Linked DNA regions of Sus scrofa: regions 1 and 3 are each linked to region 2. Evidence: chromatin contacts called from public HiChIP or PLAC-seq and promoter capture Hi-C data. All regions are on one chromosome and are shown on one strand. The core of a region is the stretch at or near the end of the contact, and the rest is flanking DNA. Distances in the headings are between cores, read along the strand shown. Region 1 holds the start of SP2 (transcription factor Sp2). Region 2 holds the start of CALCOCO2 (calcium-binding and coiled-coil domain-containing protein 2). Region 3 holds the start of SNX11 (sorting nexin-11).

Region 1 (3,899 bases), core at 369-2,868, 900 kb after region 2:
CAAGAATTTAAAACAAAACAAGACACTGCAGTTATATTTATTATTGCAGACAACAGGTTTGTGTTATCAAATCAAAGTTACTCCTATGGTGTAGACTCCACCATCATTCCATTCAAAGCCTCTGTGAGCTGGCCAACACCCTAAACTTTCCAATCCTAAAAATTTTAATCTAAAATGCCAATTCAACACTTAGCCCTCCACTGTGATACTTAATGCCTTCTGGGGTACAGCATACAAGTTTTAGACAGTGCATGCCAATGTACCTTCTATTTCCAAGGAAACCCATGTAATGGGGGCCCGCATGGGCCAATTCATTGCTTAAAGCAGATCTCCTGGCTCCTCCCTCCCTTTCTCTAAGAAAACGATTAAGTGACCAAGAAGTAGCCTCAGAAGAAGAAACAAACTTAGGAGAATGTGCACTGAGAAAAGCCAGACTGAGTCCCTTCGGATCAGGTTAATTAAGAAACAAACACAACAGTATATTGGAATCAAAACCAAAGAATGCACTGAGGACAGGTTTCTCAACTGCCCAGAGGAGAAGACACAGTTCCTTTTCATCTAAAATTAGAAAGCCACCGGGAACATAAGCCAAGAAAGCATGGGTAGGAGGCTGAGAACCATAAGTCAGCAACGGGGATGGAGAGGGGGTGGAGGAAGAAAGTTAAGCATCCATTTTATTGCTTCTGTCATTCCTTCGGTTTGTTCCTGGCCTTTGGGATTCAGCAGTGCTCCCTCCCCCCGCCCCCCCAACGGGATGCCTGGTACAGGCTGGAAGTTCTGTTAACAAGTTCTTAAACGTCCCACAATTTTGCTAAGAGCTGGCAGATATCTAGCTGGAGGCTCAAGGATGCAAGTGAAATATTAAAAGGTTTCTGCCCACCCCGCAGTCTAAGCAGAGAGGTCATCTACCTAGGGAGTGCCCTCATGTCCTGACACCATCTCTCGACTGGGATACATCAGTAACTCGGTTGGCTTCCAAGCCCAGCAGTGCCCATGTGGTTGGCGCCCTCGGAATTTCAAGCATTCCCCCGCCCCTCTCTGCTCTCGGGAGAATCCTGAATCACTGGTGGGCAAATAGAGTGAGAATGCAAAAGGGTCCCCGAACACAGGGCAAGCGCACAGGGCGTCGACCGCCTCCTCGAAGCCGACCCAGGCAACGTCTCCGGGCCTGGCAGCGCTCAAGCGGGTCGGCCAGGCCGAGGGGGGTGCCAGGCCGGCCCCGGGTGCCCGCTCCTCTCGCCAGCCCCCGGAAGCGCCGCCCTCCCGCCCAGCGGGCTCCGAGGGGGCGGGGAGTCGAACACCCCCTTCCGGGTGCCTCCGCCCGGCTGGCCAGCCCCGCTCCTCCTCCGGGCGGGAATCCTCCCTCCCCGCCCCTCCCGGAGCCGGGCCCCGGCGCCAGGCCCGGCCCCAGGGGGGAACCCTCAGCCCCGGCTCCCCCTCCCTGCGGCCTCTGCCCGTCTTCCCGACCCTTGAGAGCCGGAAAGACCCCGCCGGCAGCGGCCAGGACCCACCGCTCATTACGACATCTTCCTCCCTGGCCTCCGCCGCCTCCGCCGCCACCGAGAGCCTGACACCGCCCGCCTAGCACCCACCAATCCCGGAGCCCGCCACCGCCCGAGCGACGGCAGCGTTCACCAATTAGAGTTCGGTACATTGGGGACCGACAGCAGTACTAACCAATCAAAGAGATGTATCTAGAGCGACGTTGGTTTGGCCAATAAACCTGTGAAATGTCACTGATGGACCGTAGAGGGCACCAACCGGAAGCCTACTGTAGAATGAACGACATGTCCGCCAGCCAACTGGCGGGAGGCAAAGTCCCGCCCACGAGGTGGTTGATGGACAGCAACAGGAAGCTGGATAAGGCGGGGCTTAGCTGAGGAGTGGTTTTGTATTGGTAGTGGTTGACCTTCCACCCACCTCTAACCCAGAAGATGACTGACAGATCTGCCCTAAAGCCAATCAGAAGTCCTCAGGGTGAGGCCGAAAAATGCCCTATAAATAGCATCTACTTTGCACCTTAATCGAGTGTTGCCCTGGCCTGGCGAGGGTTCCTGCGCTTCGGCCACTCAACTACTGCCTGGTGAGTGGAAAACCACCAGTCTCATTTAGTCCCTCACCCTTCATCGCTTCTGGAGAGGGGAATGAGCCCCGAGGTGACTTTGTACAGCGAGGCGTTGGAGTCGGACACAATAGCGAGAGTTGGGGCTGTGTGACTCTTCTGAAGTGAGGGGATTATTTTCATCGTCTCAGTTGAAATCCCTCTTAATCCTCACATGGTTATTTATTGCATCGACTCCTTGATTTGGGCACAGAATCACCCGAAGCTCTCCAAAAAGTAGATTCCCGGGGCCGCCTCATGTGTCCGGGGCAAACCTGGAATATGCATTCTAACCAGCGCCTCCGGTGGACAGAATTGGTCCGTGCCCGACTCACCTCCTTAAATGAGGTGCTGTGAGTACAGCACTTGGCAGGAGCTACGTGGGTAGGTTTCTCTTTCCTATGGATGCGAACTTGGGAAGGCATTCATTAGTAAGAAGAAATCCATTCTGGTTTCAGACCAGCCTGTATTTGAAGTTTTACACAGTCCACTTGCAGAGAGGCAGGGTACCGAAACTCCCTGCACCTTATGGAAAAAAGAGGCTAATTGCAACCACACCTTAGAGCAATGGCTTTTTTTCTTTACTTTTCTTCTCGTTTTTTAAAATCATAGCCCCACAGTGAGAAATACATTTGCATTATGACCTATTACACTTATAACTCCTGTGAGAGTATGATAAAAGTTTTCAGACACAATACTTACCCTTTCTACTTGTGATGCACTGATGTTTTCTAGCCTGTCCTCTTATTTTTTTTGTTTGTTTGTTTTTTGTTTTTTAGGGCCACACCTGTGGTATATGGACATTCCATGGCTAGGGGTCAAATTGGAGCTGCAGCTGCCAGCCTACACCACGGCCACAGCAACACCAGATCCGAACCACATCTGTGACCTACACCACAACTCACAGCAATGCCGGATCCTTAACCCACTGAGCAAGGCCAGGGATCGAACCCGAATCCTCATGGATACTAGTCGGATTTGTTTCTGCTGTGCCACAATGGGAACTCCCTGTTGTATTTTATTCTTTATTCCCTCCCTCCCTCCTCTTCCTTCCTTCCTCCCTCTCTCCCTCCCTTCCTTTTCTTGATCAAGACTGGTGGTTTGAAGACCACCCTCCTAAAGGACTCGTGTGATAAAATACAGCACAGAATGCCCCAAACATTGTAATTGTTGAATAAACGTTAATAGTCTCTTCCAGTCCACCCCTCTCAGACTTAACCTTTGACAAAACCAGACTTCAAAAGATACCACTCTTGGAGTTCCTGTCGTGGCTCAGTGGCTAACGAATCCGACTAGGTACCATGAGATTGCGGGTTCGATCCCTGGCCTTGCTCAGTGGATTAAGGATCTGGCGTTGCTGTGAGCTGTGGTGTAGGTTGCAGATGTGGCTCGGATCCCATGTTGCTGTGGCTCTGGCGAAGGCTAGCAGCTACAGCTCTGATTAGACCCCTGGCCTGGGAACCTCCATATGCCGCAGGAGCGGCCCTAGAAAAGGCAAAAAGACCAAAAAAAAAAAAAAAAGATATCGCTCTTCTAGTTAAGATAGTTAAGATTTTTCATTGGTGCAATTCCTGTTGTGGCGCAGAAGAAACAAATCTGACTAGTAACCATGAGGTTTCGGGCCGAGGGGTGCAGCCCTAAAAAGCCAAAAAAAAAAAAAAAAAAAAAAAAAGATTTGTCATTGGCTCCCAGCCTTCCAGCATCCTGCTGGATAACAAGCCCATACCCCTTGCTGGGCAATGTCCTTCACACTCTTTGTGTATCTCTCATGCTGTATGATCTCCCTCCACCACCCTGT
Region 2 (3,853 bases), core at 325-2,824:
GAATGGAAAAATAGTGCTGGGTAACCAGAAGTAACTGTGAAGATCTCAAAGCTGTGTACTAAATCTCCATTTTATTCCACTTTACTGAGATTTTATTAGATTTTTTTCTGTGAGAAGAGTGAGTATGCTAATCCTCGAAGTGACATGGGTAGTGACAGTGCTTGAAGTGTAGTGGAAAGGGGATTAAGCTAGGAGCCAGGGGACCTGGGTTCCTGTCTTAGTTCTGCTACTGACTAGCTCTGAGATCCTGGCCAAGTCACACTACCTCCTTTTAGGCCTCATCAGCAAAATGCGTGGATCAGGCTAGAAAAGCTCTAAGAAGCTTTCCAGCTACATATAATGATGATTCCAAGGAAGTGAAAGAGCTTGTCTTTTCATCTAAGAAAATGGGGAAGCATGGTAGTACATTTATAAAAAGCACAGTAGAAAATTTTAACTATTGGTACTATTTGAATCCAAAGACAAGACGACTTGTTAGTGCTACATAACCCCCGCTGACTACCTCTCTCAGGGTCCTTTGTGCTCCACAGCCATCATGTCTGCAAAGAGGTAGTTTCAGGTAGAGGCCCTCTGAAACTACCTGTGAAAGTGTGTCATTGGATACTCCTTAATCATGTGTTCTACATAATCTACAAAGACCTACTGTATTAAGTCTTTTGTTTTTAGCAGTTTTCGCAATAGTGGGGATGTTATAATACGTAGCATTTGTACTATTCTACTCAGCTCCAACCATGGCCACTTGTTGGCTTACACCAACCAGGAGCAAAGAATCCAAGTGATGGAAAAAAGTTAATATGCCCTGGATTTAATATGAAATCATAATGAGGCCCCAAATTAAACTGGGGGGGACGGTGGCGGCGGGGAGGAAGTATGGGAAAAAACTCCATGGTAAAGAAGCAAGTCATCGCACGCCAGCTGCTCTTTCTTCTCGGCTGTCTAGAACGTCTCCTCCAATTACAGATGGCCTCAACTGAAGGAAAGGGGGACTTCAGGGATCAGGACAGCGAAAATGAGGTCTCAAGAGAAAGTAAATTGCCTCGAGTGACCGGGCAGGATCCCGCCTCGGCGACGAAGCAGAAGGCGATGACGTCAAGCATGCGGTTAACGAACCAGCACAAGCTCGGCTAGCGAGAGAGGTCATGACGTCAAGACCCTCGCTCCGGTCCGAAGGTTCCTTCGGTCTCATGAGCCGCCCACCCCGCCCCGGACCCTGAAACCTTGCCCTCCTTGGGAGATAAACTGCCTTCAACCCTCCAAGGCGACGGAGGGGCTCCAAGGACTCCATGACGCCACTCCCACTTACAGTCACCCTAGAAAGATGGAAGGAGGTGAAAACCGAAACCGGCAGCACCTCTACCCGCCCAGGGCCTTTTCTCAGGGCTGGAAGTGTAAAGTCGGAGAACGCGAGGCCCCAACCGTCCCTGATTGCCCTCTTTCACTCCAGGGACTCACCGGGGGAAGCAACCAGCCGCGGCGCAACAGCAACAGGGCGGGGAAGGGGACAGGGGCGGGGCTAAAAGCCGAGAGGAGCTGTCCCGTCTGACCACGCCCACTACGTCATAACGGTCAGGAAGCTCCGCCCCCACCGCGGTGCTTTTGGGGACTTGTAGTGCTCCGTTGGCAGGGCCCCCGGGCTGCTCCACTGTTCTTAACGTTTTCCCCAGTCCAGAGCAGCGATCGCATTGCAGGGAGCCCCTTTCTGCCCCTAGAACGAGCTGTTGACTTACCTCTTTTTTTTTTTTTTTAACTTTTATTTCTTTCAGTCCTGAACAAGAAAGCTACAAACGTTTGAAGGACCTTTGGGAGGTCATCTTCATTTTTCTCCCGTTTCCACGTAAAACTTCATCAAGAATCTTACAGATGAGAATCCCTTTGGCATTTAATTATGCCTCCCACTTGCCCCCAAGGAGACCCAATAGTTCCCCTGGGTGCCCAGGTTCGTGTTTCATCATTATACCTGTAAAAAGAAGTTATTCTTTAGTGTTCACTCTTCCTCATTGGAGTAAGAAGAAACTCAGCAAGAATCCTGCTAAGTCAGTTTAGAGGAAATTCCCCACTCTTGATAGCTCATCAAACCCTGGCCTGCCTTCAGCACTGCAATTCTGTAAGTCGGTTTAGCAACAATCCGCCATCCTTGAGGTCGCTTCTTAGTGATTTTCCATCCACTTATCCTTATTTGGAGTTGAGTGCAGTCTCTCTCCCCTAATGTAATGTCCCTATTGCAGTAATCCTGAATAAAGTCTCTTACTGTATTATTGTCAGAATAATTATTTCTTGACACTGCACATGCTGTCTATGGAAGGTTAAATTCAGAAGTGCCCCTTCTCCAAGGAGCAGCAACTGTTAATCAGGAAGGAAACTCTTCCAAGCCATCTAACCAGCGAACTTATGCCCTAAAGCCACTTGAGGTTTCAGGCAGGAGGAGGAGCATTCCTAATTCTGCCTTCTTCTTTTTTTTTTTTTTTTTTTTTGTCTTTTTGTTGTTGTTGTTGTTGTTGTTGCTATTTCTTGGGCCGCTCCCGCGGCATATGGAGGTTCCCAGGCTAGGGGTGGAATCGGAGCTGTAGCCACCAGCCTACGCCAGAGCCACAGCAACGCGGGATCCGAGCCGCGTCTGCAACCTACACCACAGCTCACGGCAACGCCGGATCGTTAACCCACTGAGCAAGGGCAGGGACCGAACCCGCAACCTCATGGTTCCTAGTTGGATTCGTTAACCACTGCGCCACGAAGGGAACTCCTAATTCTGCCTTCTCACAAGACTGGTGACACCCAACTGAAAGGATGCTGGGAATTCGGGAGTAAACCTGGGTGGGAGTGGGGTTTCTGTTGAAAGTTCAAGTCATCGTCTAAGCTACCAAAATAGTACTCTTCCATTTTTAAACTCTGTCTGCAGGGATAAGTAACTTCAGAATCCTGAATATGTTTCCATTCATTTCACTCATCAGCTTTTTTAAAAGCACCGAGAACTGACACCTCCTCCACACACACCTTACTGTCTACATAAACGACAGCTATTAACACACTTGCCTGGAAGTTAAAAATGCTAATAAATCCATTGTTCATTTTAAGAACTTCCTAAAAGAACCATCAGCGCTTCAATAGAAACCATCACTTGACATTTCTGTACACTCCAAGATTCTTACAATGCCTGGTCTCTGAATCCTTGCTTTGCTATGTCCTCCAATCCTAAATATCATGACCCTTGCCCAGTTCTAACCCCCTCATTGAAAGATCCCCATGCCCCCAATTAATCTTCATATTTTCAATAAATATACCACTACTTTATCCTACTACCTCTTGGCCCCCTGTCAAGGTAGTATTCTTCCTCACTGCAGTAAGAATAAACTCAATTTTGTCTTATTAGCACGGTGTTTTGTTGATAGTTTGGAGAGCTAAATTTGACAGCATGAAATAAAAAAAAAGATTAGTCTGACTTATTTCCAATAGAAGTGTCAAGGAAATGCTACAAGTACAACACTATATAACAATATTGAAGAAATGGGAATTTATATTCAGATCTACAAAGAAAATCTTCCATTTCTAGCTTTAACTTCTAGGTATGGAGGCAAAGACTGGAAGATGGGATAGTTACTTTTTGCCTAACACAGTGAGTTTTCTCATTGAATCTTTACAAGAGAAGCATTTTTATTTTCTCAGTTTTACAGATGAGAAAATTAAGGCTTAGAGACATAATGTCACTTGTCCAAGCTCACACAGCTAGCAAGTGCCATTAGAAGGCTCTGAACCCAGTATTCTGATGTAAAAGTGCCTTTTGATCACTATACTCATGATACTTTCCATGAGAGTTCAGTAATCCATAAGGGAAGACAAACGCATAAATGAATGCAAC
Region 3 (4,062 bases), core at 633-3,132, 700 kb after region 2:
GATATCATCTTTAACAGTATTCATGCTGACATTCTGATTTTTCATTTGATGCGGTCACTACCGCCAAAGAGTCCTGAACTGGAAGGCAGGACTGTCCAGTTCCATGGCCACTGATGCATGTAAGCAGTCCTGCATGTAAGCAGTCAAGTGGCTGTGACCCAAAAAGGCAGGCCAACTCACTGTGAACAACTAATCTCCTCATATTAAAACGAAACATCTTTTCTTTTCTCTTTTCAGGCATTGGTTAATTACCAGCACAGGAGCAGACAGTTAAATACACTGAACCGTTTTTCCTACAAAAGGAACAACAGGAGAGATGCTAACAAGGAAATCCACACACTCAGAAGAGCTCGAACATCCACAATGCCTTGAAAGGTTTCCCAAATTCAGGACCATAGTTTAGTAACTTAATGGTCATCACTCTCAGGCTCAAGAAGAGTTTGCCTAGGACTCTGAACCACCTCCAAAAGCAAGTTCCCCTCCTTTCCTTTGGGAATCATACCACTTAGAAACTAAAAGCTATAAACTGGCTTTAAAAATCCTAGGATCTCCAAGATGGTATAAACTTAAGTCTAAGTTCACAAAGCACTAAGAAAGTTTCAATGGTAACTTTCCTTAGAAACAACGGGGCCACAAAAACCTAGACTTCAAGTAATAATTTTCAGCAACTACTATTCTCCATCAGCTTCCTCCCTGTGCACTCCTTAGGAGGAAATAAAGCTCATTTCAGCCCTTGGAGGGAAGAAGGAAGTTCTTAATTTTAGCTCCATGATCTAGGAGATGGATCCATGTGTCATCTGACTAAGTATAGTTTCAGCTACTTACTTGGCACCAGCACCAGGAAGTGTAGCTTCCTGCGACCCTACAATCACATTTGAAGTTTTCCTTTGCTTTTCCCAGGACCTCCAAGGAAAACCCAGTTTGTTTATAGGGTAGATTCCTTGTAAAGCTTTCCAATGCCTCAACAATTCAAGGTAGCAATTCAAGGCTTTAACTCCACCATTTTCCCTCAGATTTAAACTACTTCAAGAGACAGGTTAAGAAAAAAAAATCAGGTGATAAAAAGTATACTGAGCCACCAAGACGCTCATCCTTGCTTACTCAGCCTTCAGCTCTTGGTGCCAGATGGCAACTCAAAAACTCTGCTTCGGAGAAACACTCACAGGTGGTAGAAGGAGCTCTCCTGTCTGACCAAGCTCTGCCTGTTCTCAACCAAGCAGCTATGCTCCATCTTTTGGTGATCTGCAACTTGCCACTCTCTCCACTTGCAAGCTGAGACACAAAGGCGACCACAATCTAGTGCAAGAGTCTTCTGGGTCCTCGTAAAATATGTGTCATTAGTCTTAGTCCTAGCGTTTGGCTAAAAGTCTCCAAACTTTTACTCCGGCCACACCCCCTGTGTTCCTAACGAACTAGGAGCAAAAAAGGCCACATAGTCCTTACTCCCTTTTGCCTACTAAGCCTGAGGAGTGGGAAGGAAAGATGCTTTACACTTTATAAATAAGTGGAAAAGCCGGTTTCCTTCCTCGGATACTGAGCTAGCCCTGCCTTCATCTCTGGAGAGGAGTCGGTTCCTTCCTCAGGATGTCCAGCAAGGTCCCCACCCTAAGCGCCACTGCTGACGCTCAAGCCTGCAGGCCTTACCTAAGACCAGAGCCCACGCCCCTTCACCTGACAGCAGCACCCACTCCCCGCGGACCCGCCCACTCCCCCTCACCTGAAAGCAGCGCCCACTCCCCACAACGACACCGCTGACAGCCCAACATATAGTCAGAGTCCCGGCTTCTCCTTCCGGGTGAGCTGCCGGCGCCCCGATGCACGACGGGAGAAAGTTGCCGGCGCGCCAATCCCGGGTGCCCAGACGCCCCGCCCCGCAGGCCCGGGCTCTCAGTGGCAGCCTCGCCCCGGCGGTGCGCTCCGCCCAGCGCTGGCCACTGCTGGAGTAGCTATTCCTACCTCTCCCCTGGGAGGCTGCAGGGTGGACGTGGGCGTGGGGAGACAAGAGGCTCTGACGTCCAATCCAGAGCCGCATCCCACCCATCGTTGTCAGGCCCAGCCAATCAGTGGCCAAGGAACAACCCCGAAACATCCCAAAGTGGGTCCCGGGGCAGAGTGTGAAGGGATGATCAGCGGTCTAGAGTGTGGCAGAGTCCAAAGCGTGGGAACCTCGCTGAGCCTGGGCGAGTCCCCATGTGAACCCTGGCTCCAGTTCCCCGGCTTTACCAAGGAAACACCAACTCAGATTCGAAGACCAGATTGTCGGAGCGAAAACCGGCTGAGGACTTTGCAGCAAACACCGGTTTCACTTGCGGAGCAAGCCCTAGGAAAGATCGTCCAGCCAGTTAGTAAGAAAGAAAAATACATTGACTACGATGTTTATGTTGTTGAAATGCCTTTTAACTATCTGCTTAAAAATAATTTTAGAAAAGCTAATATCAAGGGAAAAGTTGCAGTCGCAAATACGAGCTCTGGAGTTTAAAGACCTGGGTACAATGACCAGCACTACGCTGACCGTGTGATCTTAAATCTTTATGTCTTAAGTTCCTCTTCTGTAAGGTGGAGAAATCTCATAAGGTAAGGTCCACGTACCCCAAAGCAGCTTTTCTCAAACTTGTTGGTCTCAGGATCCCTTTACATTCTTACAAATATTTAAGGACCCCAAAGAGCTTTTGTTTATGTGGGATGTTCACCGGATTAGAAATTAAAACTGAGAAATTAGAAAAACGTATCTATTCACCTAAAACTAATAACAAACCATTACATGTGAACGTAATTTATTTTATGAAATATAACTACACTTTCCAAAACCCAAAAAAATTATCGAGTAGAATGTTATTCTATTACCATTTTGCAAATCTCTTTCATGTTTGGCATAATAGAAGACAGCTGAATTCTTGTATTAGCTTCCCCATTCTCTCTTGTGATTTTGTTTTGGACTAGGAAATGAAGAAAATCTGGTCTTACACAGGTACATAGATGACAAGGGAGAAGTATCTTTAGCCTTCGATAATTGTGGATACTCTTATTGTATACTAGCAAAACTCATCAAATTGTAATTTTTTTTTCTTTTTCTTTTTTGGCCTCACCCACAACATGTGGAAGTTCCCCAGGCCAGGGATCAAACCATTGCCACAGAAGCAATTGGGGCCACTACAGTGACACACCAGGCCCTTAACCCACTGCTCCACAAGGGAACTCTAAATGGTAGTTTCTTTAAGGTTAGTTGCAATGGGAAATCTGAAACCATTTGGAAAATACTGGTTTTCTGAGTAATGTAGATCTTCCAAATATTAATGTATTTCACTTTTCAGTTTTTTTTTTTTTTTGTCTTTTTGCCATTTCTTGGGCCGCTCCCTCGGCATATGGAGGTTCCCAGGCTAGGGGTCGAATCGGAGCTGTAGCTGCCAGCCTACACCAGAGCCACAGCAACGCAGGATCCGAGCCATGTCTGTGACCTACACCACAGCTCATGGCAACGCCGGATCATTAACCCACTGAGCAAGGGCAGGGATCGAACCCGCAACCTCATGGTTCCTAGTCAGATTCATTAACCACTGCGCCACCACGGGAATTCCACTTTTCAGTATTTTAAATATCACGTTTATTAAAATGTGATTAAAAATCACATTTAAGGGGTTCCCGTCATGGTGGCACAGTGGAAACGAATCTGACTAGGAACCATGAGGTTGTGGGTTCAATCTCTGGCCTCACTCAGTGGGTTAAGGATCTGGTGTTGCTGTGAACTGTGGTGTAGGCTGGCAACTAGCTCCGATTGGACCCCTAGCCTGGGAACCTCCACATGCCGCGAGTGCGACCCCTAAAAGCCAAAAAAAAAAAAAAGTCACATTTATTAAAAGCATCACTGAATTCATCAGTCTTGCAAAGTTGCCATCAAGCTCACTGGTGAATACTTCATTTTCCTATAATGGCAGAAAAGTTTTCCCTTCTTTTCTAGGTTCTTTGGCTGAAGTAAGACAAATTAACAGGAGAAAAAACAATTTTGTACTTAGAGGAGCCCCATAAAAATGATACCCAAGGGCAAGTTAGGCAGTGGAGACTCAT

The links. Promoter capture Hi-C pulls out the DNA fragments that hold promoters and counts their contacts. HiChIP or PLAC-seq counts read pairs in DNA pulled down with a chosen protein or histone mark.
Region 1: a contact with region 2 is called in an H3K27ac HiChIP or PLAC-seq map of alveolar macrophages. The contact joins the promoter of SP2 here to the promoter of CALCOCO2 in region 2. A contact is called at or near these places in 1 of 47 Hi-C or Micro-C datasets (embryonic fibroblasts) and 1 of 2 datasets of contacts at active chromatin or transcription factors (alveolar macrophages).
Region 3: a contact with region 2 is called in a promoter capture Hi-C map of liver, with 3 times the contacts expected there. The contact joins the promoter of SNX11 here to the promoter of CALCOCO2 in region 2. A contact is called at or near these places in 1 of 5 promoter capture datasets (liver), 1 of 47 Hi-C or Micro-C datasets (embryonic fibroblasts) and 2 of 2 datasets of contacts at active chromatin or transcription factors (alveolar macrophages and skeletal muscle).

The regions. Positions count from the first base shown.
Region 1 is chr12:24,151,806-24,155,704 of Sscrofa11.1, reverse strand. It overlaps SP2 (transcription factor Sp2), which reads right to left and starts at 1,618. Exons shown (of 9, transcript XM_021067084.1): 1 at 1,512-1,618.
Region 2 is chr12:25,047,729-25,051,581 of Sscrofa11.1, reverse strand. CALCOCO2 (calcium-binding and coiled-coil domain-containing protein 2) reads right to left here and starts at 1,574. Exons shown (of 13, transcript XM_003131552.4): 1 at 1,453-1,574.
Region 3 is chr12:24,349,100-24,353,161 of Sscrofa11.1, reverse strand. It overlaps SNX11 (sorting nexin-11), which reads right to left and starts at 1,882. Exons shown (of 7, transcript XM_021067103.1): 1 at 1,718-1,882. CBX1 (chromobox protein homolog 1) reads left to right here and starts at 2,105. Exons shown (of 5, transcript XM_021067108.1): 1 at 2,105-2,341.